2 separate regions of the Gasterosteus aculeatus genome follow, and region 2 is linked to region 1. The links are chromatin contacts, called in public Hi-C maps. All regions are on one chromosome and are shown on one strand. The core of a region is the stretch at or near the end of the contact, and the rest is flanking DNA. Distances in the headings are between cores, read along the strand shown. Region 1 overlaps ano10a (anoctamin 10a). Region 2 holds the start of gask1a (golgi associated kinase 1A).

The links. Hi-C and Micro-C count contacts between places; a contact is called where the count stands out from the background.
Region 2: a Hi-C map of skeletal muscle shows a contact between it and region 1, with 5 times the contacts expected there. The contact joins the promoter of gask1a here to the enhancer-like site in region 1. A contact is called at or near these places in 3 of 6 Hi-C or Micro-C datasets (skeletal muscle and tail fin).

What each region holds. Positions count from the first base shown.
Region 1 is chr20:18,233,373-18,240,734 of fGasAcu3.hap1.1, reverse strand. It overlaps ano10a (anoctamin 10a), which reads right to left. Exons shown (of 15, transcript XM_078095578.1): 11 at 7,289-7,362; 12 at 6,990-7,181; 13 at 6,562-6,690. Among protein-coding and RNA genes, the nearest start is that of ano10a, 10 kb to the right of the region's middle. Within about 2 kb of position 3,119, at least 1 of the 9 cell types and tissues checked has open chromatin away from gene starts, as enhancers often do.
Region 2 is chr20:18,329,306-18,336,667 of fGasAcu3.hap1.1, reverse strand. gask1a (golgi associated kinase 1A) reads left to right here and starts at 3,102. Exons shown (of 6, transcript XM_040165998.2): 1 at 3,102-3,321. The coding sequence starts at 3,319.

The DNA.
Region 1 (7,362 bases), core at 1,870-4,369:
GGAAATCACATTCATGACGATGGAATGCAGGTCAGATCTCAGTGACCTTGACCTTTGACTATTAGTCACCTGAAAAAATAATGCATTTGATTCAAACAACAAATTGGTTCTTTGAACCAAAATATCTAAATAAAACATAATTTATATTCTTCTCTAAGCGAGTGTTTCAACAGTCTTTGTAAAGCACACGTGCTATACGAGGGTCCATGTGCTCATGTGAGCGATCAGAGAGCAGATTGTGAGAGGATGAAGGTCCTTCCCTCAGCACGTCTCCGTGACCTGGTGACCTGCACACACCTGAATCAGCAGGTGGTGTGTTTTCTTATGACAGTTCACATTTACTTCCATTAATGCTGAGCAAACAGCTCTTAACTGCCCCACACACACACACACACACACACACACACACACACACACACACACAAACACGCACAGGAGGACTGTCGACTGCCATCAGCTCCTTTGATTCAGTGCCTTTTCCTCATCACAGTAATGGTGCATGCTGCAGGAGAGCAGCGGGGGGCAGACTGCTTCACAGAAATGGGTTCCTGGCTTGTAAAACTAAGTGATGTGGGCCAGACGAAGACGTTATGAGCTGGTGGAGACGTGCTGTACGTCAACTCTCCAATGCTCCCCCATGCGGGCTTTAACCGACGTTGTTGACCTACATTTTGGAAAACGTTTCATTGTGGACTTTTTAATTTGATGAAACAGTACAATGACGGCTCTCAGGGGTCGATTATTATATTATATATATTATTATATTTCGTAAAATTAGTCAAACAACAACGATACCTAAATGTGTTTGCCCGAAGAGCTTTTAATGAGTAAAGTTCTGTCATGAGCCTTTTGCTGTGTAGACTTTTTTTCTCCATTTCTGGCAAAAAAAAAAAGCTTGGAACTTGGTCATTCCAGTCAGCACAGCAGTTACGCTAATTAACAACGGAACGGGGGAAAGAAACCCCCGACCCGGTTGACTTGTCACATTGATTGAAAGTGCACAATAAAAACGCCAGCTCTCACTTGATTGCTAAAGCTATTCAAGGCTAATTTACATTTCGGAGTGATTCAGCAGCGCAAGGTGAAGCTGAGACCGAGAGGACGCCGGCTCAGACGGGGCAGGACATGACCTTTGAAATGCTGTTCTTTTCAAGAAATAACTAGAATAGAACTTCAAATGCCATTGAGAGGGGCTTCCATTGTTATACATACTTCTTCCCCCTCTAGCTCCCCGACGTGTGCGAATCCCCAGCAGGGGACTTGTGTTCGTTATATCATTATATCATCTGTGTCTTTAACCATCACAGAGCACGCGTGTCTTTGAGGGCATGGGGCATCGTGTCTACCCAGTCAGCTTCTACTCATTTGGAGTGAATTACTGTTTAGAATGGAGTTCTGGGAGGTTCATGCAAAACAGAACGTTGACTTTGCGCCTGATCCGTAATGTTAGGAGAGAAACTCCGCTCAGGGCGGTTGGTATTATTTTGTACCCCAGTTGCGTTGGTACTGTTCGACGTTGACCACGTTGCACTGTCCATTTATACAAGTGTGACAGCAGGGTGATAACCATATTTTTGATTTAGAAAGGTTGACATTCAACGCACCAGACGTCTACGAGGCCAAAATGTATTCGAGCGACTGGGTTGCCTGGATACAACGCTGCTGATGGAACAGATCAGAGTACTGAAACATGGCTACGTGTGTTTGAAGAGGTCATCCAGGAGGAAACCGTTCTTCATGCCATCAATCTTCTCATCTTAACGAAGTGGTTGAGGAGATCCAGGCCAAAAGACTTGAACTGTTGTGACGTGCGCAATCTGTCCATTTGTTATTTCGCTTCGCCATTTCTGGTGTTTATTGAGCCGCAGACCAAATTCTACCCTGGAAAGTCTGTAGTATTATATTGTAGTTTATAACTTTTGATGAGACATCTCAGACAACGTGAGGGTTTTAGGAACCATCTTACACCATGATTACTTTACTGTGAAAGGGTTAGAGACTGCATTAGATGTACAGAGCTAAGCAATAACGCTAAAGGCGCTAAAACACTCCATACACCTCCAGCCCAAACTGTGTAGAGCTTCCTTCACTATGAGGACCCCCTTTGTAGCTATTTGACCACAAAAGCATTGGTGGTGCAGCTTAAATGGCAGTTATTTGAATCATTGTTTGAAAGTGCAAGTGAAATGTCATTTAAAAGAAATTATCCACTTTATTAAAAAAAGGTTTCTCTGAGTGCTGCCAATCTCATAACATTGTTAATCCAGCCTTCACATACATGCATGTTTTTTCTACAAATAAAGGGCATCCAATTAGATAGGGACAGGTTGGAGGATTAAGCTGACTGTCAGTAGGATGCTGTGCTAGGACAGATCACTGGTGGGTTGGTGAGTCCTGCTTTAATGCCTTTGCAATGTGATTATAAACACACAGACTAAGCAGATTACTGTCTGGTGGGCTGCCGAAAACAACCGTGGAGAAACAGACAAACCCACATGGAAGCGGCGCCCAGCTGCCAAACACTACATGTTCCTTTCTGTTGAAATGAAGCTGTGGGACACCAGTCTGGACTTAAACAGACTTATGACTTGACTGTTATTAAAGCGAGTACAACCCACCTGCTGAACCTGTAATCAACAAAGTCCTACAGAGGAGCTACTGGAAAGGAACACGGTCCTTACAGGGTTTTAGCCTCTTCGAGTTCATGGTCAGTAGTGCCAGTCATTATTTACAGCAAAGACCATTTGTATCACTCACCAACCTCCCGCTAACACGCACAGTGAGGTAGTGGAGCAGCATTGTCCTCATGGGTTGGTAGAGACCAAAAAAGAGCTAAAAGGAGAGTTAATAACAGACCTGCATTCATCAGGTGGCCAAAAACACAACAACACAATGGCCGTAACAACCAGTCAGCCATTATTAGGCTGCAATGGGTAAACAGCATATTCTGATGCAATCGATTTTCCCCAAAATGCAAACGCTAGAGATAAATGCAGGTTGAGAAGCACCATCCGGCGGGGGGGAGGCTCAATGTTCGTGGATCCCTGGCCCCCACTCGGCCCCCTCAGAGCCGTCCCTGTTTGTGAGCGGACGGATCAGAGACGCTGAGGGAAAGTCTGTTTCCGTAGCCGGCTGGCCGGTTGCCTGGTGACTGCTCGCTGATGTGTGTAAGCCCCGTATAGTAATTACTCAGGTATCATGGCGCCGCTGCTGGAAAGCGAAGAGGCGCCCCTCCACCCTCCACCCTGAAACCAAGATAAGAGGGGCTGGCTGATTTGATTTCGAACCCTTCTTTAGAGAGACAGCGAAGTTCAAAGATGATAACGACCTGACCAGTGAAAGGCGTTAGATGGACAACATAGACTCACAGCGCACACACACACACCCAGCAACCTAGCTATCGTTATTCTTGTCGTGCCATCTCTTTAATAGCCTGCTTGCTTTATTCTAGGAAAGGCGCTGGATGGTGACAGGAAGGGACGTGCTTGGATGCACAAAGAGTCTGTGAGTCGAGTTCATCAGAATCACACATGTGCTGCTGTTCCTTCTGCCTCTCTGATCCTCATATCTCATTTCTTTCCTGGCCTCCTCCCCGTCAGTCAAACGGGGAACAAAGCCCGGGATGTCGGCGTGCAGACCTACTGATACAAGAGTCATGTACGGTGGATGGTGTGGGGGGGGTTGAATGGGAGCACAGGAAGGCTCACTTTCTGCCTACACAATCTCCTCTGCTCAGGTCCTACAGCACTACAAACGTTACAAGTGTTGAAGGGCAACTTCACCCGTAAACCAATGCTCACATGCTTTTGGGGTCCAGGTGGCTTATGGGAACATCATGAAGTTGGTTCGGTAATGAGGGAAGACGCTGAATGGCAGCTGTGATGTAATAACTACTTAGCTTCAAATGGACGCAAACTCACTATAATGGTCTGACAACTTTATGGAAATAATCCAAAAGAGTAAGTAATCATTTTTGCCAAGAGACATCGGTGTGAAGGTGAGTGAGAGATGGAGAGAGGATGTGTTGGAATACATAAGTGTTATCTGTAATGTCTTCATTGACACGACGTGACATTTCAGGGCACATGACACACGGACTGGTTGAAGTGGACGTGCATTCAGCGTTACCCTGGGCGACAACACTACAGCCTGCTTAGCAGCTGCAGTCTGCACAGTTCTCCTCCAAGAGCCAACCAATTACAAAAAATGTCACCCTTTAGTCACTTTGACACAGAAACATAAGGGGGTTGAAGAGGCTGAAAATAACCAAGTTAGCCTTTATGTTGGTCCTGAGGCAAACATTAAAGGTTATGATAAAAAACATTGCTTGGTAAATTACTCGGCAAACCAGCCTTTTACATGTACCACCTGTCTGGTGTGCGAGTGGATGCATCCTCTGTTAATGCCAGCAGCCAGTCCACTGAAGTGTTGGAGGGACGAGCCAATTTATCAAAAGCAAAAGGCCTGGTAGTCGTTAGCATTTAGTCTAAAGCGGACTTTAGACTACGTTTTTTAGGGCAAGGACCTCCAAACCGATGGTGAGACGGAGCAGGGACCCCCTATTCTACGGGGGCAGAATAGGCGTGAGACGTGAGCATGAATGCGATCTGACTGGCTGGTGCCTGTGTTGTCGTGTTTGCATTAAAGGTGCTGTGAGTGAACCAAATTTTAAAAAGGAAAAAAAGGAAAATTGTCTTATCAACCGAAAATGTCACCCCCCTGCAGTACTTCTGGTCTAAAGCGAGACATCAACATCATTTCTCAAAATGTGTTCATAGACAGGACAGTAAAACAGAAAGTAAAACTTTTGTATGCATGTGTTTTAAACACAGAGTTGTCTCGCTTTGTGGGTCTCTGAGCAGAATTTGTAATTTGGTCATTAGCTGACGGTGGCAGAAGCCGGCCTCAGACACCCTGCAGGGGGGCACAGGCCTGTCAGCCGCCAACACCAAAACAATAACAAGTCTGTTTATCGTCGGCCGCACAGTAGATCCAACGTGCAGACAATCGATGTGACCCAGTTTCATGGAGCGCTCTATGACTCCGGAGTCAGAAAGTGTGTGTGTGTGTGTGCTGTTTGAATAGAGAGCAGTGAAAGGGGGAAGGAAACAATGCTGATGAGAGCAACACGCACACTTTTAATGCATATGACATCTCTCCCCCTCCCTCAATGTCTCTCTCACTCCCTCAATCTTTATGAACCCAGTGTGGACTTTGGCTCCATCTAGTGAGGAGCAGTCCACCCTGATGAAGATATCTACGGGCTACAGAGCCCGGCTGCGCCTCCCTGTTTCCCTTCCACACACATGTGGTTACATGCGTTTAGGACCTCACGCCCCTCAAAGGTAAAAACACTCGACTAGATCACTGTGGTCGCTGTGGATAAAAGCGTCACCATACACATGCATGCATGCATGTTGTTGCTGCATTCCCTGCTCAACATAACTGCATACTGCTTCATGTCATTTTTAAACAGATAACTGACACAGATTGTCATAATGACTCTATCAGGACAGAAGAGATGTTTACATGTTGAGTGTAACAGAAGCTACATCACTGTGGCACTTTCTTAACTCACATGATGATGTAAATTCAATTTTAAGTTACAGACAATTATGTCTTAAGGTTTCCTTTTTTGTTATTTATTCTCACTTGTGTGCATCAAAGCGCCATCTAGTGGGTCACAGAGGTACTGCCAAATGGTTAGATTAAAATAAAAAAAATAACTGGGTAATTTACAAACTAGTATATATATATATATATATATACATATGCATAGATATTCATTCAACAATTGGATTAAAAAAGCATCAAATAAAAATAAACGGTCAGAGCCTTTCAATATCGAGACAATCATTTTCCTCCTCCCCTATTTATTTGGGAAAGTTGTTGTGTAGTTACGCGAGGAGCAGAACCCCTGGTTAACGATGTCTGTGTGTAGCTATGGACATACATCAACTTCCCGGTCAGTCATGTTTGTCCTTTGGAGCTTTCATTTCTCTTTGCAACGCACTGATTGAACGTCGCTGTCATGAGGACCGACACAGGAAGTCCTTCCTCTCCGTCTCCGCCACACCCCACCCTCACTGCCCCCCCCAGCCCTCAACATGATCACATTAATGCCATACATTTATATTTTAGTTGTAATTCTTTATTCAAATATATTCTGTTCATTAAGTATTCAACAGAGAGAGGATATATATATGGCCTCTTCCAGTGTCGATATGGTTATTTGCTGTTGTGTAGCCTAGATAAGCTGCATAATAATTTCCCCATTAGGGATCAAAAGTCCACCCATTAGAATTGTGGAGGTGAGGCATAGATCGTTCCTCATGTAACCCATGTTAATCTAATTAAAACGAAGACAACTGGGAACCTTATTTTGAAAAACTGTCCCCGCCCCAACTACACTAAAGCCTTTGCTTTTGTCACGAGGTGAGCTGAGCATCGTTTGATAACGAGTCACACCAAAACAATCAGGTTCTGTATGGTCTGACGCACTAAAAGAGGTGTGTGTGTGTGTGTGTGTGTGTGTGTGTGTGTGTGTGTGTGTGAATTTACCTCAATAGCCACCGTCCACAGTATGAGCTGCATGTCTGAGTCGGGGAAGTAGGCCTTGACTTGGGGAGACATGCCTATCAGCGAGCAGTTGGTGACGACGGCGATGACGCTCATGGCCTCGAAGGCGAGCTGGACGCAGACACAGACACGGCCACGGCTTACTTCCAGAAATAGAAGCTTTTTCTGGGCCGCAGTGCGGATACATGATATCTTGCTCTTAATCAACTTGGCACCGGCCGGATTACCAACAATATTTTCTCCCCTGGAGGGAAGTGTAATATTCTCATGGACGGCGCTTTAAATAAAGAACGGCAGGTTATGTGTTTAGCTTTTCATTTCCTCAAAAATAATATCAACTGGCCTCTTCTGTGTCGAGAAAAATCAGATAAAGCGTTGGAATCAGATCAGACGCGGCTGGTGCGTCTCACCTGCCAGACTCCTATGTTGGTTGCCGGGTCCGAGAAGGGCCGTTTGAACACGCGGCACATCTTGAAGGCGTCGGAGTAAACCTCCGTGATGTTGTTCAACACCACCAGGACGGCGGCCAGCGGGTAGACGCAGGAGAACAGGCTGACGTAGCCAAACAGCAGGAAGAGCTCCAGGTAGTCGTCAAAGGTTCCCTGAGGGGGGGCAGACGTCAGCATGACCCAGCATGACCTATCCACCAAACTGCCACACTGTGAGGGGCCCGACCCTGTGAAGGCTTTCGCGGTCCGCGTGCACCTACCAAGTAGGTGCTCATGTCGGCCTCCAGCCGGACCTGATTGGCCAGAGGAAGCTCTTGGTCCTCCAGGGTTTTCC
Region 2 (7,362 bases), core at 1,853-4,352, 96 kb before region 1:
ACTACAGCGGTGTGTGACATTGCTCACACTGGAGCAGATTCCTCAGGGTTTTACTATTTATTTGTAGCGGTGATGCTCTGACATGCAGTATATTCATGCTTTTATGACTCAGTAGGGTTGTTGGATTGGGAGTAAATCAGCAAGCTCTTCAAACATTTGTCACGGGCCTTCACGGCGGGACCGATGTCTCTTAAGTCGCAACCCGGGATTCACTAATTCCACATTTACAATGATAAAGAATTTCTCTCTTTCTCCATCTGTCCTCCTCGCTTCTATTCTCCACCCTCATCCTTCTGGTTCTCTGTATTTTGGGTGACATCATCCCTGACATACAGGCATCTACACTTGTGCCCAGAGGCGTAGTTTAGCACTCTCGTTAGGCTCCTTCCCATCCGGGACACATATCTTTAATCACGGCTCAAACGCAAACGTAATACGTTGTTGTAAAAGTATTTCCTTCGGCCCGTTTCAACGCTCATTTGCCCAACTACACATCCAGTCCCACAGGAGCATCACTGGCGCCTGTTGATAGTCACTTCTTGGTCACCAGGGACCCTCTGTGAAAAATACCTTGGAGAGTATCAGACAGACGATCATGATATGTTCCTTTTAATGTGCAAACAATTCGTTTTTGTGGTTTAATCCGTCAGTGCTCTGGATTCCATTAGCTCATTAGTCAGGTTTTGCACACAAAAATGGCAGAACAATAAGAACAATCTGGAGAAGGATTGTGGTGACAGTTGAAATCGAGTGTGTGAACAAACTGTCACGGTTGTAAATGTCTTGGCTGGGGTTTCCCCCAGACCTATCAGAGCATTAAATCATCTACCTCCCTCCCCGCCTCCCACAAGAATCTGATCATGGTTCAAATATGCCTTTGTTAAATAGACTGTGACTCACGTCTTGAAGGTTTAAGGTGGGTGTTTCTGCACATTCGAATGCGACTGGCTCCGACCAGCTACGGATGAGCCAACGCGGCGGTTATATCACCTGGTCATGGTGACGAGGAAGTGTTGGATATGTTTGCTGCAGGTTAGCGGTTATCTCTCACACAGCACTGATCAGCAAATAAAAAGGGTTTTATATGCAGCCACATCCAGGCCAAAGGTTTTTTTAATGGCTTCAAAAATACAGCAATATATTGAAAACAAAAAGAGTTTTGTCGTAGGCGTAAATTATCTCGCTGCCAATGACGAATATCATGTATAGAAGGTTTTGATTAATAACTCTCGCCGGCTTAGACGGTTGTTCAGCATTTTTTCTTAAGTGAAGAACGAATGTTTTCAATTTTTCAAAGACCAAAACTCAAACAGTGTAGATGTTCCCTCTGACGTATCTACTCTGACTACTTTAAATAAATGTAGTTTGTACATGTCGTAATGCAGTAGTCTGCTGCTGTGGTACCAAACTGCTGATGATGTACAGTAGTGTAAAGCAGCAGGAATGCTGCCAGGGAACAAAGCTCGCACTGTGTGCCAGCAGAAATATCTATCTCTATCTGCTGCTCCGGGGATAAATTGTCCCTCTGTCTTCCATGAATCCCGCGGTGCAGCTTCACAGAATGGAATGATGCAGTACAAGTGGGCACACACATGTCCTGTGTGTGCACGCACTTCAATACTCAATTCAACTTGCTTTCAGCTGCACAAAAATGAGAATTGCTTATCTTTTCCTCACGCACTGCCCGAGTCCTGTCAAATGGACCTTTTATTGCAGCTAAAATGTCGTACCGTGAGAGGCGCGGGGGTCGGCTGGCTGTGGGGGTCAGGGTGAGAGGTCAGAGGTCAGCAAAGTCAGATGAAGCAGCTGATTGTACAGTGGGACAGTAGTCCTGAACATAAGGAATGAGTGAGTCGGCGGCAGCCAGGCAGAAAGGTCAGAGAACAGACGAGCGCTATAAGACAAGCTTTGTGCTATCACTTAAACACACACACACACACACACACACATTTTACGTCTAACTACCTAATACTTTACACTTGCAATGCTTGGAATTGACAACTCTCTTGTTATTTGGCGCATAAAGACAGCCGCCAATCTGACACATCAAAATGTTCATTTCATTTCTTTTAAGATTTCATGCTTTTGATTTGAAAAACGTACCAACATTGCCACCTGCAGGCAGTTGTTCTTCGACACATCCTCGTGGTTTGAATTGCAAGACAGAACAAAAAACGGAAAGATGTCATCAGGTAATAATAACAATATAATAATAAATCAGTCCAGTATGGGTGGGTGGATGAGAGAAAACATTGAAAAAATAATTAAATAAATCATTCGATGTTACATTTTTTATTTATTTTTGTTTTCAGAGATGTTCCATGTGCTGTTTCACATTAGCTCCCAACTTGTACCATGTAAATAAAGTGTTGCATGATTCCTGTCCAGGACAACTCTGATCCCTCGATTGTTCTCAGGCCATCAGGTGTCCTGGTGTAGACGTGTAAAGCTGAAGGTACCCAGGACCGACGAATTCCACTGTTTTATTTGTTATTGTGGGCCCAGCAGCCAGACATGTTGACAACCACTCTTAATTATTTCTCTTTTTTCATCGGATAAATTGCTCGTTGGGACGAGTTAAGTAACTCCTTTTTTTTGCAAAACCTCACTGCCAACCGTGTCTGCTGCTCACGATAAGAACCCTGTGAAAGACAATAACACGGCAGTCAGGTTGAACACAAGAGGGCGCCCTAGACCAGCTACACAACTCAGTACAGCACATTGGCCACGACACAAAATTCAAGAATATCAACAAAAAAATCTCTTGCACACTACACCGGTATGATACCAGTATAGTGTGCAAGAGATTTCGTAGGTATAAAACGACGTCCATCTACTCTTTGGCGTTTTCTTATGAAGCATGCTATAAAAACAAAGCATGTATGCACTGTTAAGATTCAATAATATTCAATAAAGTCAAAAGCATTTTTGGGCTATTTGAATCTTTCACCGGTGGCATGAAAACATTCAAAATGCTGTTGTTTATTTTACTACATTTTGTCTGTAAATCTCGCCGTGCCGATCGTGTTCCTCCGCAAACTTAGGAGGCTTTTACTTTGAAATCAGCTTTCTCAAACGCTCGCGCGGGGCACGCGCGTCCCCCTGGGAGGGACGGGGGGCGCTGGGCTCGCGACCGCCTCGGTCGATTCTGTAGTCCGACTGCGTGGCCGCGGTCCCGCTCTACGACTCCAGAACCTGTGTGTGCGCGTGTGTGTGTGTGTGTGTGTGTGTGTGCGCGTGTGTGTGTGTGCGCGCGGACCTCTATCGAAGGAATGGCCCTGCGATAAAGTGGAATGCGCTCTGCCGGGGACATGAACCATGGTAAGACTCTTGCTTTTTCTTTTTGACTCGTTAACCGTCTTTCTCAGCTGATGAACTGCTGAGGAGGCAGAAGTCCTCGACCTGTGGACGTGAGTTCGGTTCTGACCCCCCCACCTGAAGAAATTCATAATTCCATATGTGAATCAGCTGTGTCTTCTCTCTGTCTTATTGTCTTCACAGCACGGGGGACACCGTGCACTTTAGCTTGTTACATTTGAGATCATACCACCAAATGAAATCATTCCATTATTACTCTTAAAAAAAGGTTACAGTCTCAACAATTTAAATGTAAATGTGTGCAAGTGTGGAAATAAAAGTGCTTTTCATGCAGAAAGAAAACGTATCGCTGAATGAATAAGTGGTATATTACTGTTATAGATGTTTAGATGGTCCCATTTTCACTATAAAGGACAAACTAAGTCATTGAGAGAATAATAGTGATTCAAGTTTTAGTCCCACATTCAATCAAGATGGATTCAAGTCATCTTAAAAGAAACAAGAGATAGACCACTGCAAGGAATAATCCCCCCACCCCCGTTGGCTTTGTACAAGAAAACAAAAGGTTAATACAATGAAATTATATACAAGTGACAGTATAAATCCCTGTAACCTTGAAAAAAAAGCATTGATGGCCAGTGGAAACAGCGTTTTGCTATCTCTTGACTCTCGGGCGTCTCTAAAGAAGTCTGTCTCACGTTTCAAATTGGTTCCATATGCAGAGCGGACAGGCTTCTGCTTGGAACTGCCACCACACGGAAAGCCAGCGCAAACCTCTCTGCCCATTCTTCCCCTACTTCTTTTTGTCTTCTCCTCTTCTTTTTCCTCCTCCTCACGGTTTTCCCCATTCTATAGAGATGTGGATGTTTCTGAGTTACAGTTGCAGTTTCTAAACCAAACAGTGCACAGTATCAGCGCTGACCAGCAGGGGGCGACTCCTGTGATTGTATAGAAGTCTATGAAAAAATAATTTAACTTCTCCCTTATTTATTGATTTATTTCCTCAATAAATACACTGTATTATCCCTTTTTAATACTGAACGTTTTGAATAGAGCCTTATATTCATTTATTTAATGATTTTCCATTTAGTCAAATAGAGCATAAGTCAGAGTATGCTTTAGTATTCAGGGCTTGGCAGGTCACTGCCACATTCCACATACAGTAACTTCTGTTCACTCGTTGCTCAGGAGGCGACTCTAGGCTTCATAACGGCAGTCGGCAAACAATGCAAATAAGTAATAACTGGAAGTGAGAGGAAAATTCGACCTCCCACGAGAAAAAAATACTTGTACCCTGTAACGTATTCTTTCGCAGCAGATATTTGAACGAAAGCACAATTACAATTAACTAGTGAATAGCATGCGCAATACTCGAGAAGACCTTCTGGTGCTATAATAGTTACTATCAAAACCCTGTCACGAAGTTACAGACTTCCACAGTTAAATTGCCTCCGTTCTCCTCTTCACCGTCATGCTGAGGACAAAACGAGTGATTTCACATTAAAATGACTTCAATCACTCAATGTGAGTACTGGTCCGAGAGGGTCACTATCCATACTGCCATCTGCCACGTGTCTTGCTAACAAGTGTGCTTCTTTTTTGTTTTTGTTGGGGTGTGGGAACATCATTTTAAATGGAGGTTATAACCCACAAGTTACTCCTACTATTAGTACTGCATACTTTATGTTTGTCAGCACATGAGTTGTAAATGGCTTTGGTTATCTTCTGGCCACCACATCTTTTGACCAAATGTCCTCACTCAGGCTGCACCTTCTCCTCTGGAGAATGGAATGTGCAAAGGGGAACATTTTCAAGCACATGTGCACTCCCATTGCAGCCGGTACGAGCTCAAATCCTTTTGTGCCACGCAGTAATTATTTTCAGAACTTAACGTCTTGGCTTCATTCTACACAATAAAGCTTTTTCAAGATGCAATTGGTTTGGCCCTCAAAACAGAAAGAGACGTTTTGTGGCTGCATGCGGTACGTGTTTTATTCTGAGGGAGCTCTGGGAAAATTGAGGGCAGTAAAAAGGGATACGTTTCAAACATAACAGAGAAACGCCCCTCAAAAGAAACACAAGAGCAGACAAACCGGAGATGAATCACCACATAGTGGTGATGTCCATTGCAATTTTTATAATGAAGGTTGAGTTAGAGAATCCTTAGTTTAATGTTTGCTTTTATTTATCTTCCAGAAAACTCATTTCAGACTTTCTATTTTAACCTCAGTAATCATTTAGATTTTTTTGTTGACTTATTTCCCAAAAATATGAAATCAGTCTTACAAAATAGATGGTTTGTACGAATGTATTTTCTGCTGAATCCCGTAGCTGTCTTACTGGTAGGCTCTCGTATCGTGGTTGTAAATGAATATCTCACCTGTAGTAACATTACTTTAGCAGCAAACAGAGTCAAGCGGCTGCCGGTGGCATCACAGCTTTGAGTTATACGACTCCTTCGCCTTCGCCTTCACGAGCGCTTTGGAGAGCTACTGCGTCCTTCAGGCAGTTAGAGCCTGCTGCACAAACACGGCTGTGCATGAAGAGGACCTGCTCCCAGAGTCATGAGGGGCTCGTTTCAGGCTAACCACTGCATAACTCTTCTTATTACACACTAGGAATCTTATTCTAATGAAATTCTTGTGAAAACTATAATCTATCTCTGCAAATAGATCCCCAAAATGATTGATGTTCAGTAATAAAGTCCATGTAACTTTTGGAATATTTTGATATTCATAATGTAAGCTTTCTAATTCCTGCAGTGATAAGCCACGGCCAACAGTAAAAGAAATACTGTATATCCAACGGAAGAGAAGTAGTTGCATTAGTTCACAGAGTACTTCAAGCTTTGATATTAAATGATCAATTCTTGGAGAGAATATTCTGCCAGCTAGGCACAGAAACCGGTCAGTAATTAGAGAATCTCTCTCCCTCTCTGTGCGTAGGAATGGCTTTCAGTTCGTTAGGAAGTATTCCAGCCTGCGGAGACTGATAATGAATATGGGCTTCAGCACACACTCAATGTTTAGTATTTGAACCTCTGACTTATCAGCCCCACCTCGGTGTGTGCAATTCCTCATAAAAAGCTAAAGCTTTATTGTTGCCAATGTCCACAAACCCTTTCTAATCCGTACCCCTCTATACATGGAATGTGTATTCACATGAAGAGCATGTATTATTCCAATTGTACTGCTCAGTGTAGTGAGCCCCTGTGCTAAAAAAGCAATACAAATTCTGGCTATATTCTCCACAAATTTGAATCACCCGACAGTGTGACTGTGCACCACACTGTTTACCATTAAGATCGCTTATTGTGGTCAACCTCATTGACCTTTTTAATCCCTTCCTTAAAAAATAATGCATTAGAAGACCGGAGATTATTTTTGCCTTGGTGTAACATTTTAGCGGTGTCGTCTTTCTGCTGTCTTTACAAGATGGTTTAATATGTCATCAGCCCACATCAGCCAGTTTCCCGCCGGTTATACGGTTCCATGTGAGGAAAGCCTAAACTGGTACATAGTTCCCCCAGTAGTGAAGCTGGTTTCCTCTTTCAGGGCGCAATGAGCCTGATGCTCATTTACAATAATAAACGCACAAACACCGGCCAATTGACAAATATTCAAATTGCAGAACGTGCAAAAGGATGCGTGGAGTGCACACAGAGGAAAGCGTGCACAGACATGCTCTCCACAGCAACACACCAGTTGGCCAGCTGAGATTGTCAGCAGGAGATTGCCAGATTGCCGGCTGTCACACTCGACCTCCCAACTGAGGTGTGATTGCAGACAGGTTACCATACAGGCAGAACACGCACACACACACACACACACACACACACACACACACACACACACACACACACACACATGCAGTCACAAGACAAGGGACGGCAACTGCAACCACCACACAAACAGAGCAAAAAAACGTCCTCCCTGACTGAAGTATTCTGCCTCCAGGGCAGATGTATATTAGATCATATGCTCCAGTAAAGCAGGAGGTCTGTCTGTCTCCTGCACGGCTTCTATACAGCTTTTATTGCTGGAA